Linked DNA regions of Zea mays: all the other regions are linked to region 3. A link is a contact called in public Hi-C data. All regions are on one chromosome and are shown on one strand. The core of a region is the stretch at or near the end of the contact, and the rest is flanking DNA. Distances in the headings are between cores, read along the strand shown. Region 1 has its middle 21 kb from the start of LOC100285636. Region 2 holds the start of LOC103640990 (probable serine/threonine-protein kinase At1g09600). Region 3 holds the start of LOC100283010 (coatomer subunit delta).

Evidence for each region. A called contact is a pair of places that touch in the nucleus more often than the background predicts.
Region 1: a Hi-C map of leaf shows a contact between it and region 3, with 5 times the contacts expected there. The contact joins the enhancer-like site here to the promoter of LOC100283010 in region 3. A contact is called at or near these places in 3 of 25 Hi-C or Micro-C datasets (ear, leaf and tassel).
Region 2: a Hi-C map of ear shows a contact between it and region 3, with 5 times the contacts expected there. The contact joins the promoter of LOC103640990 here to the promoter of LOC100283010 in region 3. A contact is called at or near these places in 6 of 25 Hi-C or Micro-C datasets (bundle sheath, ear, endosperm and 2 more).

The regions. Positions count from the first base shown.
Region 1 is chr10:30,053,554-30,056,721 of Zm-B73-REFERENCE-NAM-5.0, reverse strand. No RefSeq gene overlaps it. Among protein-coding and RNA genes, the nearest start is that of LOC100285636, 21 kb to the left of the region's middle. Within about 2 kb of position 1,416, at least 11 of the 20 cell types and tissues checked have an H3K27ac peak or open chromatin away from gene starts, as enhancers often do. A contact at or near this core is called in leaf, where this site is marked.
Region 2 is chr10:30,645,526-30,648,693 of Zm-B73-REFERENCE-NAM-5.0, reverse strand. It overlaps LOC103640990 (probable serine/threonine-protein kinase At1g09600), which reads right to left and starts at 1,664. Exons shown (of 9, transcript XM_008664416.3): 1 at 1,201-1,664; 2 at 368-1,018; 3 at 18-302. The coding sequence starts at 796.
Region 3 is chr10:30,368,113-30,371,731 of Zm-B73-REFERENCE-NAM-5.0, reverse strand. LOC100283010 (coatomer subunit delta) reads left to right here and starts at 2,243. Exons shown (of 12, transcript NM_001371890.1): 1 at 2,243-2,362; 2 at 2,984-3,042; 3 at 3,220-3,259; 4 at 3,574-3,619. The coding sequence starts at 3,040.

The DNA.
Region 1 (3,168 bases), core at 167-2,666, 310 kb after region 3:
TCTAATCTAATCACTACGGCATAAAACAAATAAACATACTAAAAACAGCGGTGGTCTTGACTTGTACTTGCTGCTGGTTAATGGACCAAGGAAAAAAAAAATGGAGGCCCCGTTCATTTAGGGGCCCTGTGTTGGTGCCAAGCGCATGGCAAGGCCCTTGGACAACATCTATCTCGTGCTCTATATTTATCTTAAAGTCACGAATGTTTATACTAAATTAATATTTTAAAACTTTGATCATTGATAAAAAAAAATATTCATAAATATTGACTAGATAAAAGCGAAACTATTATATTTATTATTAAAACATCTACCACAATATATAATTTCTTTAATTTAAAATAATTATTTTTATAGATATTGTTATCAAAGTTTAAAACTTTAATTTAGGACAAATTTTCGTGATCTTAAGATAGAGAACGAATGGAGTATGTGGCTTATTATTGTTCATAATCTCTCAAGCCCGTCGACCACGCTGGTTTTTTAATAGAACCGTCAGACCAATATTTAGGAGCAAAAGACTGCGTGCCTAGGTTTTCTTAACAATGAAGACGCCGAGGGTTCCAGTTTTTATCACATTCCACGCGACACAGAAGAATTAGCCACAGAAGCCATCAGGCCTGGGTGCCGGGTGTCCTAGCGAATTAAAAATGATCACCTTGGCCAACTCTTCAGTGTCGCGTACTGCGATATTGTCTCATACTGCGACATCCGCTTGAGAAAAAGAACGATCCAACCCAACAAAACCTCCAACGTATGGACCAAGTAAAAGATCCAATCAGTAGACCATAGAAAGGATAAATAGAAGCCAATAAAAATCTTTACACTCAAACAACTCTGTAAATTTGAGTTAGCAAATTGAAAACGTATGTAATTATTGGACGTGATGAACATCAATCTCTGACTAGTTAAAATCCGACAAGGGGAGGGCAAAAAAAAAAAAGACAAACTTGAGATAAACTTGTATCAGCTTTCTATGAAACGACCGGCCCATGGTGGATCAACTATCCATCAAGGCGGATCAAAATAGGGCGGGTGGACGAGCGAGGCAGGCGGCTGGAAAGTTAAGTATAGCTTGGGGAAGTTGCGGACGGCGAAGTGTGTAGCCACGTCGGTATGCAACGCTGGGCACACACCTCTCTCTTTCGATCTTATCTGGAATCTTGGCAGCGAGACAGTATAAACCAATCGAAAGCGCATATGGCGTCGACCGGATGGATGTTTGCTGTGTGCTGCCATAAGATTATATGAGGGCTGATGAGGCCAATTCACGAGTCTCGATCGTCCAACAGTGTATGTTCTTCTGAGTCCACAGATCACACATACAATAATTACATACAACATCGGATAGATGAGCACTCCTGTTTGTCTTACTCCATCTTTTGGCGTCTACTGTGCTGATCGACCGCTAAGATCGATCCACTAGATGGACCGGATTAATATATATACGGACAACCTGATTGCGATCGCTAGCACAGGCTGTCGGCTTGACCTCCTGAAATTATTGACGGTTTTAAGGCTTTGGTTCCCAAATTAGTCGAAACTGCTTTCAGATCAATGATTGGAGACAAAGAAGATTTTTAGTTTTCCATTTTGTTCAGAGTTAATCACCCATCGTATGATCTGATTTCGTTAAGTATATTTTCACCAAACAAACATTCATTGCATTATTCTATAATAACAAACACCTTAAAATTGGCAATGTATGTATTATATGGGAGCACACAAGCAATCCACAGCGAAATTCTTGACCTCCTGAAATTATTGACAGTTTTAAGGCTTTGGTTCCTAAATTATTAGTTGAAATCTGCTTTCAGACCAATGATTGGAGAGAAAGGTTTTTAGTTTTTGCATTTCATTCAGAGTTAATAATCACCCACTATATATATATTCTGATTTCTTAAACTATTTTCTCCGAAGAAACATTCATTGCATTCTATCCTATAATAAACACCTTAATAATTTGGCGGTACATGAGAGCCGCACTCAAGCAATTCACAACGAAATGCTGATGATTCCATCATGCATCCTGATTAAATCACTATGATGTATGTAGTGTACTAGTTGAGCATAAGAAACACCGTTGGGATTTGCATTCTTGATCCATGTGGTTATTCATTCACTCTGGAAGTTGAAAGAATAGTAGTCTAATAAAATCCATTGTAGATCGATTGCAATGCACCTGGCTCATTTTAATAAAATCCATGTGGTTATTTATTCATGTAGATTGTCAGATCATGGCCTGCCATTGAACATATATATGGGTGGATTGTCGCCCCTAGCTAGCAGGGGCTTGTTTCTGCTCTATTATTATTCAGTAAAATTGGACACAATCACGTGGCGCTTCGTTCAGTGTGAGATGGAACATGCATGGCCGGATTGTGTCGTCGTCTGTAGATCATCAGAGGGCAAATAAACTACTGCATCTAGGCCGGCTTTGCTGCTGCGGATATTCCTTCCTGTGCCGTACTATCGGCATCGGCTCTAGTCTTTGCTACTGTTAGAAGGATATTCCTTCCTGTGCGGTATCTTTCACCCAACCGCATGTCGATCGGCTAGTTTTGCTACTGTTAGAGCAACTCCAAGAAAGAGTCCTAAACTTGGGCCCTAAATAATGAAATACGACCTCATTGAAAGATAATTAGGACCTAACAAATTAGTTTACTCCAACAGTGACTCCTATAGTCTAGTGTTATCTGTGGATTTTGGCGGGAGATTTTGGCGCCTACCCACCACGCGCGCGACTTCTTTTCCGCGCTGGATGCTACGATTCGGCCGGGACATCAACTGATAAACTATTTGAGAACCCATCTTCGTTGTCCCTGCAGATGCAGCAGGGTCGTAGGGGTCAGGTCGACGAAAGAGCTAATCGTGCAGCATTCATCACCTGGGTTCACAAGAGGCAGGCTGGCTTCATCACGATTGGTATGCTTTTCTCTTGTTTAACGCCTTTTGATGTAGCTCCTCCACACATTCACGTGCTACTCCGTTCCTCTAATTCAACCGATGCTCCGGTTAGTGGATAGATCTTGTAGTTTAGTGAATAGACACGAAGCAGCATTTATAAATACTATTCATTTTTGTTGATACATTGTTCATTGATTTCTTATCCAAGTTCTATCGATAAATTTCAGAAAGATGTCTGCAATTACTAGAGCTTTGATTCAT
Region 2 (3,168 bases), core at 415-2,914, 280 kb before region 3:
TAAACCTACTAAACCACCTGCGGCTCAGTGAGCTTGAGGCCTGGAGTTGCAACGAGACCAGCGAGGTCATGCTCCATGTACTCGAAGACAAGGTAGAGGCTCTGCGACACGCGGGACGTTACGATCCCTTGGAGCTTTATGACGTTGGGATGGTCCAGCCTCCGAAGGATGTGGATTTCTCTGGCCATGAAGCGCACGCTCTCGGGATCCATGTTGACGAACCGCACCTTTTTTAGCGCAACGATCTTCCCAGATTCCAGATCCCGGGCTTTGTACACCACACTGTAGGTTCCTTGCCCAATCTGCGACGCAAAACAATCTATTCTAGCAATTTGCATGCATGGTATACACTCAGTAAGTAGTTTACCTTGGCCAGTTTCTCAAAGGAATCTGCTCGCCGAGGCAACCAGCCTTCTACTGCTTTAGGTGCCACATTCACGAGCCAAGATGGCCAGCCAGAGACTGCATTAAGCCCTTTAAACTCTGCGTTGTTTCCACTGCTGATCCTAGCATCTAGAGACACTACCACCTTTTCTGCACCATACAGATTTCCTTTGGTCTTTGCATTATTAAGCGCGGCTGAACTGCTGCTGTCCTTCGCGATCGCATCAGTGGCTGGCTCACTTCTCCTTGGCGGCGTTCTGCGTCCAGAAGCGGCATTGGCATCTTCTTTGGCGCCTTTGGAGCAAAGACAGCCCATAAGATGCAGGGCCTTCTTCTTGAACGAGCTGATTGCACTGAGACCAATTTTTGCGGTTTTTCTTGCTAATCTCTGCACTTGACGACAAATGACCATCTCCTCAGCTAGCTTCCCAGTCTTGCTACTGACTTTTGATTGTATCCGTGATGACCATACAATTATTGAAAGAACAGCAGATGAGTTCGTTCTTTATTTTGTGCTTTTTTCCCCCTATATATGATCTTGAGGAACAGGCTACCAGTTTCTTCAATGCCTATTCTCTAGGGGCGCGGGGTGATTAGATGGACTGGCACAAATTGTATAGATATTGGAGAGAAACTGAAATGCGTGAAAATAATGTCAAATTTGGGCAACAGTTTGAAGAAGGCCAGCAAATTAAAACGTTTGGAATTTTATGAATCAGGCTAATCTATCAAAACCAACTACTATGTAGCACACAAGTTTTTTCCAATTCAAATGATTTCATATGAAACACTAGGCGTGATAAAAAAAAACTTTACCTTTGGGAGGAGCTAGCAGCACCCTGACCCAACCGACAGTAAGTTGATTGTGGGCAATGGTTAGCTCTTTCAAAATCTGATCAGGAGCAGGAAAAACCAGCCAAATATGATGAAAATTGCAGATTGGTGTGAAGGCATCCCAGCAACATGAACCAAGAACCAGGTATCAATCTGTTTTTTTCCTTCAATAAACCATTACGACACCAGCTTCCCATTTTGGTCCTTGGACAGAGGGGTGAGTACAAGAACACTAATGCACAACAAAGTTGGATTGCAAACAACAGATAGGGATTTCGCTGTAAGGGAGTTTCATAGAGAAATTTCTTTATTTTTTCTGTCTCTAAAGCAATACACGAAAAAAAATTAAAAAAAAAATATCAAAAGGAAATGAACCAAACCATTAGAAATTGCTAACGGCCAGGTATTCAGAAAGGAACGGATGGGAGATATTGTGAGAGCTAAAATTAGCTCATGGTTACCCTTCTTATCTATAAATAGTTACAAGTCATGTTTCTTCTCTCTCATACCTCCTGTGTATAACCTCCAACAATTTGGATGCGGTTAATGGATAGATGATAGTGTAATTCATTTTACATAAAAACTACTGTAGCAAAAAGAAAATTCTGTAAATTGTAATGTGACTATATTAAATTAGATTTTTGCAGGGCAACTTTTTTAACATATTAAAAAATACTCCAAAAAAATCTATCTCTACTAATTAAAAAAGCAGCACCATCGTGCGATGTTTGTGCTTCACGTGCATTGCATTTGCATACAAGCCTGCCTCCGCGTTTGGAATCACATGCAGCCCCTCCTTTACCCACGCGCTACATGATGCATGCATGCAAGTCTGGTCCCGCGTCCGAATCCTCTCTGCGCGGTGCGCGACCGCTTCGTGGGCCGATGCGCTGCGTGGGTTGCACGCATACCGGGTTAAGTTCATCTAGGCCCTGCCATACATCCCGACTGGAACCTCACAAGATATTAGGCCTACTCATACCTGTCTTTGTCACAAAAATCTAGAACGACTATACAGGTGTGCTAAATAGCTTGACAGGAACAAGATCTTACTTCTCCTTTACATCCCAAGAGCGATTAACACATCTCATAGACATTACAACACAAATCGGAGTAAAGCGGAAAGAGTTATAATAACTTAATTCACATCCAGATGTTTGAGTAAACAATATAAGGAAAGAGTAGTTATTACAATATAAGGGTTTGAGTGCAACCTACTTATTTCATAATTGGAAGGTTAGCACCTTCCATAACCAATACTTAAGTTTCCTCCTCTGCTTTGGGACTACTTGGTGCAGAAGCAACAAAACTCCAAAGGTTCACCATCTGCAACGATGGGTTCAAAGAACCCTAAGTACGAAGGTATTTTCGCAAGTCTTACCTGACTAAAGAAAAGACTATCAATGATATGTTGAATTTTGAGAATAAATGTAAAGTATAGCAAGAATCAAGAACTCTATTGCATCAAAGCTTACTAAAATTGGTCCCCAAGCTTTCATTGTACTTGCCAAATTAAGTAGTTTCCTGAATCTAGATTATCCTAATCTAGATCAATCACTTGTCTTAATCTAGCTTTCTTTTATCACATCCTAGTTTCACTTGTTAAATACGATGTAGGGCAGTGACCAAGTCTTCATATATGAGAAGTAACGACAATCCGAATCAATTAATACCCAGCTGTTGATGTCTAATCACACGATATATGTAGCACTTAACCCTTGCATATGTCAACCGTCTTCAGGTTTCTCAAGACCAGAACGGTTTCACGCCACCCGATAGCACAGTTACTCTATCGTCCAGCCTCTTGTCACGGAGGGTACACGCTACTCTTGCCATCTAAGAGAAGCTTGTAAGAAAACATAACATTGTCAAAATATTGGAAAAAGATAGTCTAACAACTAGATATCAAAACATCACCTTTCTTCCCTATAGCTCCACTTTCAAGTTGGC
Region 3 (3,619 bases), core at 994-3,493:
CCTACAGTTGGGCCCGACCAGTCAGTCTGCCTCGCACCTGGGTCGCTGACGCCCCCTAGCCTGCCTGTCAGCGCTCGCCGCGCATCCTCGCACGCTCTCGTCCACGGGATCTGATCTCGGTCGTTGATTTACGATCTGACGGCTGAGCAGGCCCGATACCCTTCGTGTGTAATTTTGTTAAAGAGACCCCCGGTTTATCGAGAATCAACCCGCCGTCCTTTAAGTTTTGCGTGCAGGCCCCTGTACTCTTGTAAACAGACCCCTGACCTTTTTATTAATCACAGATTTGGACCTAATTTTGTATTTCAAACTTCAAAACTTGTTTATTTCATATCTTTTTCATATGAACTCCAAATTGAGTGATTCAAATTGCAAAATGTTCATAGGATTTTTCTCTGTCCAAATAAACTATGATCATTCACCGTCTGTACACTTTAATTTTATGCCTAAGCCATAGGTTAGTGTATGTAATAATTTGTTTATGAAATAAGAAAATAAAAAGGAAAACCCTAATGATACTTAGGTGTTTAATTTTGTGAGATTAATAATATGTCATGAATGAATTTATCCTTGGTATAATTTTTTGTGTCTCACTAAAAATTAGTGAAGCTAAATTATGTAATCCATAATAATTAGGGAATCACAAATATCAAAGTGTACTAATCCTCCCTAGCACCTAGGTTTACCTTTTTGTGTTATACTATTCTGTCCAACTTGTGTTCACTTGATTGCATATGTTTGGTGTATTGTTCATTTGTCTTTATCCAAATGTATTGAATGCATGATCGCTTTGCTTAGACAACGAGCAACCTGTGGTTCCTGAGTGTGTTGCCGAAGATCTTCCTGAGCAACAACCTGGTGAAGGCAAGTGTCCTCTGACCTATTATGTTCAACTTACTTTATAACTCACTGACCTGCATTACTTTATTAAAACCTAAGGATTGACTAGTCTATATTTACCTTATCCTTGTTTATCTTTTGGGTTATCATGGTTAGCTTATGCTATTGCTTTAACTTAATCAACGAACATGATATGAATATTTATGATACGATGATGTTATCCCGATGATGATCTTGTGATACTTTAGGGTACTCAAGCTGTTTCCTGAGTACCTCTCTGTAAGGACCTGTTCGTTGAGTGACCACCTGGGATAACAGTGCAACCATGAGGGTGGAATGAGACGCCCTTATCTGATTAATTAGAGGAACCTGAGGTGTAGTTGGCTTCGCCGTAGGGCCATCAATGGGGTCCGAGCACAGTACTTGCTCTGCCGAGGCTGGTTGAAGAGGTTATTTGATTTGGTTTTGTTAGTCACCCTTCCTGCAAGGAGAAGTATTGTGTTTATCAAACTGGAGAAACCTAACGAGCGGCTATGACCTCTGGGGAATCTTTGTAAAGGCTACATAGTGAGACCCTGCTAGGTCACCTTGGTAGTGATCAATGTAGAGTCATGATCTCCGGGCAGAATGAGATTCACGACTTGTGGGTAAAGTGTGCAACCTCTGTAGAGTGTTAGAAATTGGTACATCAGCCGTGCTCATGGTTAAGAGCAGCCTTGGGATCCTCTAGAATAACTTTCATGATGATGTTTAATAATGATGGTTATAATTATGATCTCTGGTATTTCCTCTTGGAGGTAGTACGTTTGGGTAATAACTGGATTTATTACTAAAATTTGGCTTTACTATTAGTAATAAATACTTGACCAACTAAAAGCAATTGCTTAACCTCAACTCAACATACAACTAATCGACTTTAGCCAAACGGGACATTTGCTGAGTACGTTGATATGTACTCACCCTTGCTTTACAAAATCACCCACCCTAGGCTGTTCCCACTGTATTCAGTGCTCAGGAGGAGATGTTGACAACATGAAGGACTTTGAGGAGTTACAGGACTGCGACAAATTTTAGTTATGTTAGTGGCAAACCCACAGTCAGCTGCTTGTGAATACATTATCTGCTACGTTTCGTATTCCATACTTTGATAATGTTAGTGACTATGTTATAGACTCTGTGAATGTCTTGGACATCTTGATGCAATAAAATACTTTTCCGCTATTTAATTTAAGCAATGTATAATGATGTTTAATTATGTAATCAGTGTGTACGTGAGTTTCTGATTCATAATTCACATTCAGTTTTTTCATTTTTAAAACGAGTGTGACATGAATGCTCTAGATTTAGCACACCTAGTACTTGTTTGAGCACGTCGCCTAATAAAATTCCCCATTCCAATACACAGATCTCGCACCCGTAAGTGGCGACGAATCTCGCGGTGCGGAGGCGCGACAGAGGCGGTGTCGACTCCGACGGACTCGCAGCTACCGGTGGAGACGCCCCACCGGCGCACTCCTCCAACGTATGATCTTGCCTGTCTCCCTTTTCTCTTTGCTTAACCATTTTATTGCTCGACTTCGATCACCAACAGTCCAATCCATTAGAGCACTGGTTTACAGTTCCATTTAGCTTATCTGAAAGGATTCGCCGAGTGTCCGTCGGGCCCTTTGCCGGCGACGAGCATAAAACTGGCAAGGCCGCCCCGTATCTCCCTTTAATGCGCAACCGAGCACGCCAATTCTGGCCAGATCCAGGCGTCCTTCCGCCGCTCTGTTATGAATAATCATTTTTTCGACCACCGCACGTCATGGTTAGCTGTGATCCTCTAGATCTGGACCGCCTCTGCCAATTTTCTTGGTGTACTCTCCTAGATCCGGGCTGCTTTTGTCAAATTTCCTGTAGGTTCAGATGCAATGCGTGTTCACACGTTTTTCTGGCCCATTTACAATGTGTTACCCTGAATCTGAATGATGTAAGGGGCAAATAGGTTGCTTGGTTCATGTGTTTTATAGCTACTGTTGATTGCTGAAATCAATTACTTTAAGTGACTACTCCTTTATTTTTCCCAGTTCTTACAATCAGTAGTCATGTGTATTCTTGTTATGATTACTTTGCTGATCGTGTAATTGGTTTGATGTGACAGGTTCATAGTTTAAGGGCTTGATTTGGATAATTAGTCATCAACAGAAGTGATAAAAAATGGTATGGCTAGTTGGTTTCATTGTCCTTTTACTTTGAATCCTCTTGATAGTCGTTAGGTACTGCCAATAAACTGATTTAATCAAGGAATTTCTATACATTTATCCCTTTGCTATCATTGAGTTACAGTATCTTGTTTCTGGTAGGTCTGATTATTTTTTACCATTTGTGTACTCCTAGGTGGTTCTTGCAGCATCAATCGTTTCAAAGTCGGGAAAAGGTGTGGTGCTTCAACCTTAGTCATACCTTTCATTATTGCCGATTTGCAAAGGAATTGATTTTGTAACTTATTTATCTGCTATAGTAACTCTATTCACCATCTATTAAAGCACTCTATAGAAAATTTGGTGCAATAGCTGGTATCATATTGCTAACTACTCGCTTCTTTTCTTATATAAAGTCTTTGCCCTCACATAATATGAAGCTACTATGTCTTTAAATTTATCTAGCTGTCGCCCTAGTTATCCTTTTAAAGAAGTGAAGTAGTGAACAGACTTAGCTGAGGGCTTTTCTTTTTTGTGTTTTCAATTGCAGCACTTGTTTCAAGACAGTTTGTTGACATGTCTCGCATAAGAATTGA